Regions from separate parts of the Lactuca sativa genome. Here region 1 is linked to region 2. Evidence: chromatin contacts called from public Hi-C data. All regions are on one chromosome and are shown on one strand. Each heading gives the region's core, a stretch centred on a gene start, on an enhancer-like site or on the middle of the called end of the contact. The rest is flanking DNA. Distances are from core to core; before and after follow the strand shown. Region 1 holds the start of LOC111912063 (DNA repair protein RAD50). Region 2 holds the start of LOC111912064 (adenosylhomocysteinase 1).

Evidence for each region. Hi-C and Micro-C count contacts between places; a contact is called where the count stands out from the background.
Region 1: a contact with region 2 is called in a Hi-C map of seed, with 4 times the contacts expected there. The contact joins the promoter of LOC111912063 here to the promoter of LOC111912064 in region 2. A contact is called at or near these places in 3 of 4 Hi-C or Micro-C datasets (bud, leaf and seed).

What each region holds. Positions count from the first base shown.
Region 1 is chr6:89,552,025-89,558,304 of Lsat_Salinas_v11, forward strand. LOC111912063 (DNA repair protein RAD50) reads left to right here and starts at 4,248. Exons shown (of 27, transcript XM_023907817.3): 1 at 4,248-4,589; 2 at 4,830-4,916; 3 at 5,268-5,435; 4 at 5,666-5,841; 5 at 5,960-6,074; 6 at 6,150-6,280. The coding sequence starts at 4,467.
Region 2 is chr6:89,403,457-89,409,497 of Lsat_Salinas_v11, forward strand. LOC111912064 (adenosylhomocysteinase 1) reads right to left here and starts at 3,424. Exons shown (of 2, transcript XM_023907818.3): 1 at 2,620-3,424; 2 at 1,566-2,515. The coding sequence starts at 3,330. The coding sequence ends at 1,769.

The DNA.
Region 1 (6,280 bases), core at 2,998-5,497, 150 kb after region 2:
CAGAAATCAACTCTCTAATCTGATCCCCTCGTGAGCACTATACTAAAAATAAACCACAAAATATCAGACAAGGCACATTTCATACCATACGAGCTTTTCTAAATAATGAAATCCTAGGGGTTGTGATTTCCCTGCTATGTGTACGGGTCCTGTGCTTCCGGTAGTACAGGCCCATACTACCTTCCACACCTATTCGTATTTGTCTCAGAAGATCATCACAATAACCCTAACAACACACACTAGAATATGCAAACATCCTATTCTCACTCCCTAGATAAAGGTTAGACATTCCTTAACTGGTCAGTTGCTCACACGTAACCCATCCATGAAACTTCCACCAACCCTGCAGCACTCGCGTATGCTAATCATATATAACACTGGATCCTATAGACAGTCGAAATCTTAATTCTACCCTAATCCCCTCATCAAACAAGAACAAGAAATAAGGCCAAACCAAACATTCCTAGGCTATAGAATCTTTGTCATGTTCAACTATGATGCATACACTAGGCAACTACAGTAATGATGTCAATTCCATACAATAAATAATTATAGGCTATCAGGTATCACATATCAACAAATTCTATCATGCAATTCCTGGAGATCCCTAGCCTACCACTAGCATTTTGCTCTAACATAAACATAATATCAATAACAATGTGGGTAACTTGGGTATACTTTCTTGCTCCGGCTGATCGTACACATCACATCCTTCCTTGGTTACTTTTGAAAACAATTTTGAAAACTAGTTTAAAACTTTTGCACTTACCTAGTTTGAGTCTTGATTCACACGAATGTTCATCCAATTCTCTCAAACCAAGGCTCTGAGAATCTTTTGCACTTCCCAAATCTTTTTTTCCTATGAACTTTGACCAATAGACTCATAAATGCTTAGTTTAATTTAGTAGAGTTCACCTCTGGAATCATCTTAACCTAGTAAAATACAACAAAAACACTTAAAATTTTGAGTTAATATTGTTAATAAAAAGAATGGATGGTTTACTTTACTAACGATGTATTGGGTTAAATCCATTTTAGTCGAATTAGCTAGAAAATGGTTTTCTTTGACAACACACTTAGTACCCAGTTGCCCAAATCCAGATCTTCGATGAAACATGAGTCTTATTTCAAAAGGAAAGTCGAATCATGTAAAATCACAGGCATTTTCCCCAACAATTTTCACTTCCTTTTTCTCCTTTCATTTCTTCTATTTGAGATCATATGTTTTCCATCGCCTCTATACTTAGCTTCAATTGGTGCATGATTAACGATTCTTCACCTAAAATTGTTTCAGAAAATATGAAAAATAAAAACTCTATGCATATGTATAATCAGCAACCCAAAGTTACCAATGATGTCTGTATTGTTCTTAACCATTAGAAAAAACCTACTTTTGGGGGGGAAGACAACAAACATTCAATATTGGATTTACTAGTTCCCTTGTTGGTCTTGTAACGATGAAGAATTGGTCGGGTTTTTTTTTGATAAAAAGAATACCCATATATAGAAATCACCTGATCTAATGTTTATGATGCTCGTGGTTGTGGCATGATGGTGGTGGTGGAAACTGTATAACAATTAGCATGGTGATCAACATGATGGTAGCGTCGATGGTGAAGGTTGATTTGGGTGTCAAAAATTTAGAGAGGCGTAGAAGGAATGAATTCCATGAGAGAGAGCCTGAGAGGGCTTTGTTCAAAATGAAGACACCGAACCGTGGTTGTATGATTTGCGTCTGTGAGTTAACATTTTCCAAATGGAGTGTGAATTCTCAACACTCGAGACAAGTATTTCCATGTACTCCGCTGAAAACCCTTCTCCTTCTACTTATTGGCATCGTCTTTGGAGATGAAACTTCTTAGAGAGGGAGATGCATAATGGACGAGCTTGTCGTTCATTTCAAAACCACATTATAGAGAACTATTGGAGCGATTTGACCTTATCAGCAGTGAGCGACATTTGCAATGGTGTTCACCGTGTGGCAACATCGGTGGTGGTTCGGTGCAATGTTGAAGACAGAGGTTTTCTAGGGTTTTTTTAGGAGAGGTGGGGTACATACGATAAAGACTAAAGAGAAAGAGATATGTTCTTGAAAAACAGTGAGCATGTATGTACCTCATTTTCAAACCCATACCACCATCCTTTTCCTTTGATAAAATAAAATACCTAAATTACCCTTGATAGTCCTGTAGAATGAATTGACCTTAGGAACAGTGTTTAACATTTTGTAAAATGTTAGTGTTTATAATAACATCGACCCATTATTCACTAGGTAGGTAAAAGTGTACTATGCGAATTTATGAAAACAACTCTTTCATTGTTCCCTCTTACGCCTAGTTCCCGAGTGTAACAAAATAAACGAAAAGAAGAGAAAAGAAAGTCAGGAGAGAAAAGAAGAGAAAGGAAAGGAAAACAAAATTTTCTTTTGTGTTCCCGAGTTGGAGAGAAGCGGAAGGGAAATTAATTATTTTGTTATTTCTTTCAAAATCCTCCCAAATCGAAAGAAATTTAGGAGGGAAAGTGATCATTTTATTTCCCCCCACTTCCTTCCTTTAATGAAACTCGGGAACTCCAATTTCTTTTATTTTCTTCTCATTTCCACCCATTTCCTTTCTTTTCTCTCGTTAATTTGATCTCGGGAACAGAGTGTTAGTGTCGTACCATTTTATGTATGCAAAACCTGTAACAATCACTTGCTATTGGGTGAGGCCTTGCCCATCATCACCTCTCATATTTTTGCAAGACTTTTTCATGGGACCTGCCACCCATTCGATGAAATACCTAGGAGAACTCAAAGCTTATGTGTTGTTTTTTTTTTATTTTTTATTTTATGTTGAGTTATGTAAAGTGAAACCTGATTTTAGAATCTCCCAATTTCCACGTCTCTTATTATAGCTTGTACACGAGGACAATATTCTTCTTCTTTGACACTTGGGAAAAAGCCTTGTAGATCAATTCCTACTCTTTAATTTAAAGAAAGCCACATAAACTAAGTGTAACCATGAAGTTGGGATGGATTTTGATCTTTCCTCTATTTGAGAGGTAAACCAACACTTTAGTGATTTATTGTGGAAAAAAATTAGTGACCATATCGAACAAATTACAAGATTTTATTGTGCTATAGCAACATTTTTCCATTTTACAAAGTGGCTAGATTTGATAAAATAATTATTACAGACTATTCTAAAAACTTTACGTAGGGACTCTATTCATAATTTACATGTCATCCAAATTTTAATGTCCCTTTGTAAAGGTCGTATGTATGCTCCACCAGCTACAACGTTGTCAGCCACAATAGCCAACAAATTCAAAATAATATTATATTAAAATCCGATTAACCAATCAATTTGAAGTCTTTAATAAATCTAGGATCATCAACTTTTATAATCAAGGTGATGAACGATACATTAAACCTATCGATAAAATAATACTTCGTCTCACCAAGTTCGTTCACCATCCGAACAATACAGGGCTCGAGGTAGTATCTTTTAATTAACGTGAAAGAAAACTTGAATCAAGCATATATTGTGTTGGGCCATCGACCAAGTTTGGAACCGATGACTAGACCTTATAGTCGTAATCCAAACACCATCAAACTTACAAAACATTTCTTTATAAAAGGAATGTCATTGATTTCTATATTTTAAATTCCTTTTTCTAAATATCTTTTTCCCAATGGAGAGTTATCATAACAAAGCCCATTATCAATCATGAACCTGACAATTTGTGGCCCCCTTGGTCTCCGATTTTCATATATATATTATACTTTCGGCCCTTCAAAATAAATGTCCAAGCTCCGTTACTCTCACCCACCATGAACACTTTTTCACCCTTTTCTCCAATCCTTTATAGTTTCCTTTTAATATTTTAAGCTTATTCTTGAACTTCACAAATCGCCAAAAACCACTCATATTGTGCTCTATGTTCGATTCAGCCCACCCTTCCTAGACCATATCACCAAAGTCTTCACAATCCACCCAAGATTTGTACAATTTAATTTGGTCATTATTATTTAAAGCATTAAAGAAGTTGCAAAATGCCCCTATAAATATCGAAGATCATATTTTTCAATATTATGAAATTTACAACTAACAAATTACGATATTGGTGATTCCTAATGTAAGATTGTGCGACTATTTTTGTTAGACAATTCGTAATGTAATAAATGAAAAAAACTCGCGGACCAATATCATGTACAACAAGCCAACAACTGCTTACAACTATAAATAAGTAAAATCGAGAATTTTTTAAAAATAGTCAAACACCCGCTTCCTTCACCGGAACTCCTAAACCCTACCACCACCTTCAACCTCCACCACTCTTCGCCGGCGTAGTGAACTCAATCTATTGGATCACACACTCGGATGCCCTATCATGTGCTCGTGTAGTATCCTCTGTTGATTCATCTCTACTAGTGAAGCCGTAAATCAATCAGAAAGAGGGAAAGCGAAAAGAAGGGTTTCAAAATGAGTACGGTGGACAAGATGTTGATAAAAGGCATCCGAAGTTTCGACCCGGAGAACCGAAACGTCATCACCTTTTACAAGCCGTTAACGCTCATCGTTGGTGCTAACGGCGCCGGAAAAACTGTAATACATTTTCTTCTACTTCAACGCCTCCGTATCTTCCCCTCTCGAACTGGCTTAATTTGTCTAGTTCTTAGTTGATAGAGTGATTGGAACCTTTATACGTCATACTCTTTGTATTTAACTTACCGGTTGATGTGTTTTAGTTATTTACTAAGTAGGGTTCATCGGAAGTTATGTGTACTTATGCTGAAGTGTGCTTGTTGGTGATGTTCATTTATAACATGTTGGTTTGGTTTACAGACTATTATTGAGTGCTTAAAGCTATCCTGTACCGGTGAATTGCCACCAAATGCTAGGTCTGGTCAGAGTTTCATCCATGATCCCAAGGTTTCTCTCTTTCTATTTGTCTCTATGCATACACAAACATGTTTATTAATGCTGGATTCATGTATGTTTTTTTTGTAAGCTGGGTTTCAAGCTGTCTGATGGTTTCAAAATTGACTAACAAGCGAATTTTTAATCAAATCCAACATACCGAAAGCTTAGCAAAGGCATCATATACAACCTTTTAACATGAAAACTTTGTATTCATTGTTTGTTTGAAAAGAGAAATGAGAATAGCCTGAAGATGGTTTGAAGCTATGCTAAATGGGCCTTGAAATGCTTATATACTTATGTAGGTGTGTGTGGTTAATGGTTATGAAATGGTTTTAAGTGGATGAAATGGGGTGGTTGTAGGTTGCAGGGGAAACAGAAACGAAGGCCCAAATAAAGCTACGTTTCAAGACAGCAGCAGGTAAAGACGTGGTGTGTATAAGATCATTCCAGTTGACTCAGAAGGCTTCAAAGATGGAGTACAAGGCAATCGAGAGTGTTTTGCAGACAATAAACCCTAACACTGGAGAGGTACTTTAAATGATCCCTTAACACTTGGAACTGTAGCTGTGTATCTTCATAACTGTTTTAAGGTCTTTATTTGCTAGATTTTAGTCAACCATGTCATTTACTAACATATTGTTCAACTTCCTCAAAGTTGCTTACTAGTAGAATTTATTTTGGTGTTATGAACCACAGCTGGTACATGTATGTTGATAATTATATGCTCAAAACAATCTTTTATTGTTGTGTAAATGCAGAAAGTTTGCCTTAGCTATCGTTGTGCAGACATGGATCGTGAAATTCCTGCTCTTATGGGTGTCTCTAAAGCCATTCTTGAAAATGTCATATTTGTACACCAAGATGAGGCCAATTGGCCACTTCAAGATTCTTCGACTTTGAAAAAGAAGTTTGATGACATTTTCTCAGCTACAAGGTACTTCCTTGAATTACATGTTTCTAACTTGGCTCTTTGTTTTCATTGTTACTACAACTGTTATCTTGAGTAAATAGTAATGATTTACACCTCTTTCTGTTGTAAATTCCGTGTAAAGATATACAAAGGCATTGGAGATTATTAAAAAGCTTCACAAGGATCAGGCTCAAGAGATTAAGCTTTCTCAGAAGGATTTAGAGAAGCTTCAAATTTTGAAAGATGCTGCACTCAAGGTTTATATCTCTTCTTCCCATGTTTAAGATAGTCGATTCAATGCAACAAGTTTAGATTTTGGTGTCTTCTTACAGCTTCGACAATGCATCACTCAAGATCATGAAGAATCAGAAAGACTGGGGAGTAAAATGCAGGACTTGGATAGACATATTCAAGATGTGGATGCCAAAATTCGTCAAACTGAAGCTATACTGAAGGAAAAACG
Region 2 (6,041 bases), core at 2,174-4,673:
AGAAAACCCGGAAACATCAAAGTGGGTAGGTTGAAACCGGATAAAGTGAGTTTAGAACCGGAAAACCCGGAAAAACTAGAATTTTTTGGTACTTACTACTTAGTAGGTTGAACTTTGAAAATTTTATATTGATATCCCGAATTTAGGGGACTGTAACTCACTGAATATGAAACCAAAAGTAACAAAATTATAGTCTAAAATCATGTACAAACTCTAAACTATATGTTGGAAAAAAAACCACATGTCAATCAGAGTTGAAACGAATGAGATATACATCTTTTAAATGTTTCACAAAAACTGGTTCTTGCCCTAAAAGTGGTTCCGATTCCAAACACCGGTTCCAGTTTTTAGACCTGATTTACCCAGACCTGATGGACCCAAACCCAGATGTAGCCAATTTTTAAACCCGAACCCGGAACCGGTTGTATATATTCCGGTTCTAACGGTTCCGATTCCGGTTCTGGTCCGATTTTCCGGTTCTAAATCTCATCGTTGGTGAGATATATCACTCCCTTCTTCATCAAACAACACCTGATTTTCAGTTCCTACAACCAATTGAGAAACACTAATGAGATTGTGTTTTAATCCTTCGACATAGGAACTCAATTAATTGTTAAGTTCTCATTTGTAATTTTCTCATATCCTTTGATTGTATACTTATTATTATTTCCAAACTTCACGACACCAAACATTTGTAAGTTTACTAAAATCTCTTAAACACTCGTTCCTTCCGGTCATGTGACGTGAGCAACCACTATCAATGTACCAATTTTCATCATATTGTTCGTCACATAGCACCTGCAATGAGTTAGAGAGATTTAGGTACCCAAGGCTTTTTGGGTCCATAAAAATTAGTATAGAATGTAGTGTGAAATGTAAAATTACAAATCCAGTTACGAACTTTAAACTTTCGATCAATCAAATCATCTCCATTACTTTGAGGTGAAGAAATATATTCTTTCGACATCGATACATTAATATTGAATTTCTTATCCTTAACTTTGCACTTTGAAAACACATACGGTAATTTTGGTTTTTCTTGACTCCATGTTGGTGGCTTCAAGAATGTTTCTTATGAGAAGTACTTTCATTTGTCAATTCACACAAATAGTTTTCATTAGTATCCTTTATTTGTTCTTATGAATGGCATTGACTGAGATATTTTTCCTATGTTTTCCAACCAATAATTGAAATTATCGATATCATTTCTACAAAAACTTTTGACTTTTTTCTTTGAATTTGGATTTAGAAAGTTAAGATTCTTTGGAGTAAAATTTACATATAAAAATATCTAAATTTGTGTTTTTTTTTTGAACTTTTTGATTTTAAATTTTGGTTTTGTTGATTGTCGGCTTGTTGCTTACAAAGTACTTTCTTTTCTTCCTTTCATTAATACGGTATCCTTTTTAATTAATAGCATTGATTCCTTTTTACCAAAAAATAAATTATTGGCCAAGGGTCGCATTTTTCCATTTGGTACCGGGTCTGAAATCTGCTTGGCCCGCTGGCTCCGTGGTTATTGCCATAAAAGCAACAAACGAAAACATGTGATGCTATAGTAAATATAAAACAAATAAAAATATTTTGCTATTTATTTTTTCATTTTAACCCATTATATTATAATTATAATAAAATAATAACCACTACAATATTACACAACCTTCAATACTCCACCCTTATTCAACCCCCATAATCCAATTAATTCTCTCCAACCACCTTTCCCAACAACCACCACCAGACGTATATATTTCGAATGGTTTATGCTTAATCAGTACCTGTAAGTAACAGGCTTGTAGGGACCTTCAACCGGCACATTAATATAATCAGCCTGATCTTTACTAAGCTTCGTTAGCTTCGCTCCAAGCTTACCAAGATGAAGAGCAGCCACCTTCTCATCAAGATGCTTAGGTAACACATACACTTCCTTCTTATACTTCCCACTTCCCTTTTCCTTCCACAATTCAAGCTGTGCAATCACCTGGTTTGTAAACGAACACGACATCACAAAACTTGGATGCCCTGTAGCACAACCCAAGTTCATCAACCTCCCTTCTGCCAATATAATCACTCCAGTTTTTGTATCAGGGAACACCCATCGATCGGTTTGGGGTTTAATCGTGACTCTTTTCACACCTGGGTATGTTTCTAGCCCAAGCATGTCGATTTCGTTGTCGAAATGGCCTATGTTGCAGACGATGGCGTTGTTCTTCATTTTTTTCATGTGGTCCACCATGATGATGTCTTTGTTGCCGGTGGTGGTGACGATTATGTCGGCTTCTGAGAGGACGTCTTCTAGGGTTAGGACTTGGAGACCTTCCATTAGAGCTTGAAGGGCACAGATTGGGTCGATTTCTGTCACTATCACACGAGCTCCGGCTTGTTTCATTGCGGCGGCGCAACCCTTTCCGACGTCTCCGTAACCACAGACTACTGCGACCTTTCCGGCGATCATTACGTCGGTGGCTCTCATTAATCCGTCGGGGAGTGAGTGGCGGCATCCGTACAAGTTGTCAAACTGTGATAAGAGATAATTGAGAACATTCGATTATTAAATTTACAAGTATATCAGTTAATTAATCGGATCCACTCAAAATTGATTGTGATTCCAATGCACTATACCTTGCTCTTGGTAACGGAATCATTGACATTGATGGCAGGGAAAAGCAAGGTACCATTGGCTTGCATCTGATATAGCCTCTTAACTCCGGTTGTCGTCTCCTCCGATACACCGACTAACCTATCTTTCATCTTGTGGTACTTCTTCGGATCACTCTGCAACCCTTCCTTAATGATCGACAACACGATCTGGAACTCTGCATTGTCGGTTGACGTCGGATCTGGCAATTTCCCCGTTTTCGCGAACTCCTCCTCCGCTTTCACTCCTTCATGGATCAAAAGCGTGGCATCACCTCCATCATCAACAATCAAATCAGGTCCACCGCCGGGACCCCAATCAAGAGCTCGTTCCGTACACCACCAGTATTCCTGAAGAGTCTCCCCCTTCCAGGCGAACACAGCCGCGGAATCACGTGCGATGGCGGAGGCGGCGTGATCCTGAGTCGAGAAAATGTTGCATGAACACCATCTCACCTCGGCGCCCAAAGCGGTTAGTGTTTCAATCAGAACGCCGGTTTGAATAGTCATGTGGAGTGAACCTGTGATCCTAGCACCCTTGAATGGCTGCGAAGGTCCGAATTCAGTCCGGCAAGACATCAAACCGGGCATTTCAACTTCGGCTAATTCGAGTTCAAGTCTGCCAAAATCAGCTAAGGACATGTCCTTGACCTTGTATTCACGGCCGGTGGAGGTTTTCTCGACGGTGAGAGCCATGGTCGGATTTAGGGTTTTGAATTATTCAGATCAGATCTGATACACTCTGTGGTTTCAGAAGAAAACCGAGAGGGGTGGGTTAGGCAAGGAGAGAGTACGGGAGTGCAGGGGTATAAATAGGTTTTAAGGGGTGAGAGAGGACGGCCAGGATTTGATCGGGGTTTGGTGAATGAATCTATGGATTTTAATTTTTTATTGAAATGACAAAAGGTTGTTGGAGACCGGTAGCTAAATATGCAATTAACATAATTCTTTGTTTTCAATTAACATATGGCAAAATGGGGTTATTTAGGTTAAAATGATACAAGATAATGTATTTTAAAATAAAATATTTTGCAAACTTAGGTTATAGGGTTTACGAGGATACGGTAGTTGAACCACTTAACGTTTAGGCAAGGGGTTGAGTTGCTAAATAACACAAATTAAAGCCCAAAAAGGAAGTTAGTTTTCACTAACCGGTCATGTGAGTGCATGTGAATATTTATGAATTCATAGCAAAAGAGTTTTCTATATATAAATGTTTGATATTCGGTGTTTTATCACTTAAATGATTATGTACTCAAGTGGAGATTATAAGGATATTGCTAGTAGTTTAATATGGAAACTTTAGCATATATTATGTTGATTGGTTATAGAGAATTGCTATAAGTTTTATTATGAAATTTTTAACATTTCGTATGGTTGATATCAACTATTGGGATATTCGGTGTTATTATGATTAAAAACTATGATCGAGCTTATTGGTTATAAGCAAATGGACATTAGAATGCATTATATATGTTAGTGGTGTGATATACTCCAAAGTGAGTACTAGAGATTACAGTTTGTGATACATGACAATTATCGAGATTGTATTTCTTGTAAGTAGTAGTTATTAGTGAATGCAATCATGTTATGGAACCTAGTGACAAGTTACAAGCACAAGTTACCTATTGATAGGTTATTATCATAATATCTTATAGAGAAACCCAGTTTATAGGTCCTACTAGTAGGACATAATGACACAAACAGTAATAATTCCGCGTCAGCTTCAGGATAATTTGTATTCCCGTGGATAGCAAAGATTTTATTATGGACTAATTAGGGGTATTGATTCCACATATGTCCAAGTTTAGTTATGGGATATCAACTCTCGTAGGTGCAGTCTTATCTCCAAAATTATGTCTAAGGGTGTAGTCTTATTTGTAAGGTTATGTCTTGAGATATGAAATCCTATTATGTATAGTTTATTATGTAAGACTGTAACTTCCTGTTTTCGAATCGTTCTGTGATTTAAGGCTTGTGGACCGTAATCCATGTATGAGAAGGTTTTGAGGATTTAAAGGAGAAAGATTTAGGCCCTTTTTGGATATTTATAAGGTAGGTTGTGTGATAAAAGAGTCCGAGTTGTGCTTTAGAGCCCAAGAGTATTGGTAAAGACGTTGGCTCGATCTTTTAAGGAGATTTGGGTTTTGTTCAGGAAGTTTTAAGGCTATGGTGTGTTGTTAGAAGTGTAGGGCTTCTCGTCACCTTTACGTGGATATAAGGTTCGTTGGAAATGGACCTAAGATGAGGAAGTTATGGCAATTTGAAATAATTGGCAGATTTAGTCCTTTGTGAAAAAGGTTTGCAAGTAAGTCCCATGCGTGCATGGAGGAGTGTGCGTGCCTGGGGTGAGTACGCCTAGCGTAGGCTGGGGTGTACGCCCAGCGTAATGAGCAGAGTGCCAAACCTTAATTTTTAGGGTTTAGGCACTATTTAAACATCCTTATGAGCTCAAGGCTCTTTCATTCTCAGCCTCCAAAGTCCTTGAGACCCGTTCTCGAAAACCCTAACACAACCTAAGAGTGTTGTGAGCTTATTTTTGGTGCTTTTGGGTGCATTTGGCGCATGTTCTTGAAGAAGGTGATTTGTGCAAGTTTGGAGTTCTAGGGAAGGCTTTTAGATCTAGACTCTCCACTCCATTCTCAGCTCATTTGAGGTATAAAGATCTGAACTTGCTCTTTAGAAGTCTAGATCTATGATTATGTAAGAATTATCCTCTTTTGGATCTCATGAGTGGGATCTAGTGGTTGTTATCAATTCAAGAGCTTTGAGTTGCCACTCTTAGCATTTCTGAGGTTCAAGATCCTTAAAGTTAGCATCATTAAGGTTAAGAGTCATCCATGCATGTGTTAAGGTGCTTAATATGAGTCTTAATGGTTATTTTTGGAAGTTGAGTCCTTTTGAGACATGAAAATTGATAAAGTCGCCAACTTTATCAGTTAGGGCTTGTAATGAAGCTTCCCTGAAGTTTGGATGCTTTGGGATGAAGTGGTTAAGTCGAAAATCGAGTTTTTGGACTAGAGCAGTACACCCCGCGTAAGGTGCAGTACTCCCCGTGTACTGATTTAAGTTCCCCGATCAGGATTTGCGTGTACGCTGAGGTACCAAGGGAGGTACGGCCTGCGTAATCTCGTTGTGGGCTTTTTGGGATAGATCTCGTTTTAGGCCTTAAGTATTTGGGTCTTGGTTTTGGGCTTGCTATATTGGGGATTTTTGTTCAGAGGAATATATATGTCTTGGACCCTTGTGTTGGGATTGACATTTTTGGACTTAAGTTTAGGGTTGGGCCTTGGTGAACCCATTTGGTATAAAGCGTTGGTAGGCCCAATGGGCTTGGGTTATTTATGGGCCGGATTAGTGGATCATCTTTAGACTTAGTGTGTGGGGGCTTGGTCTTAGATCCTAAT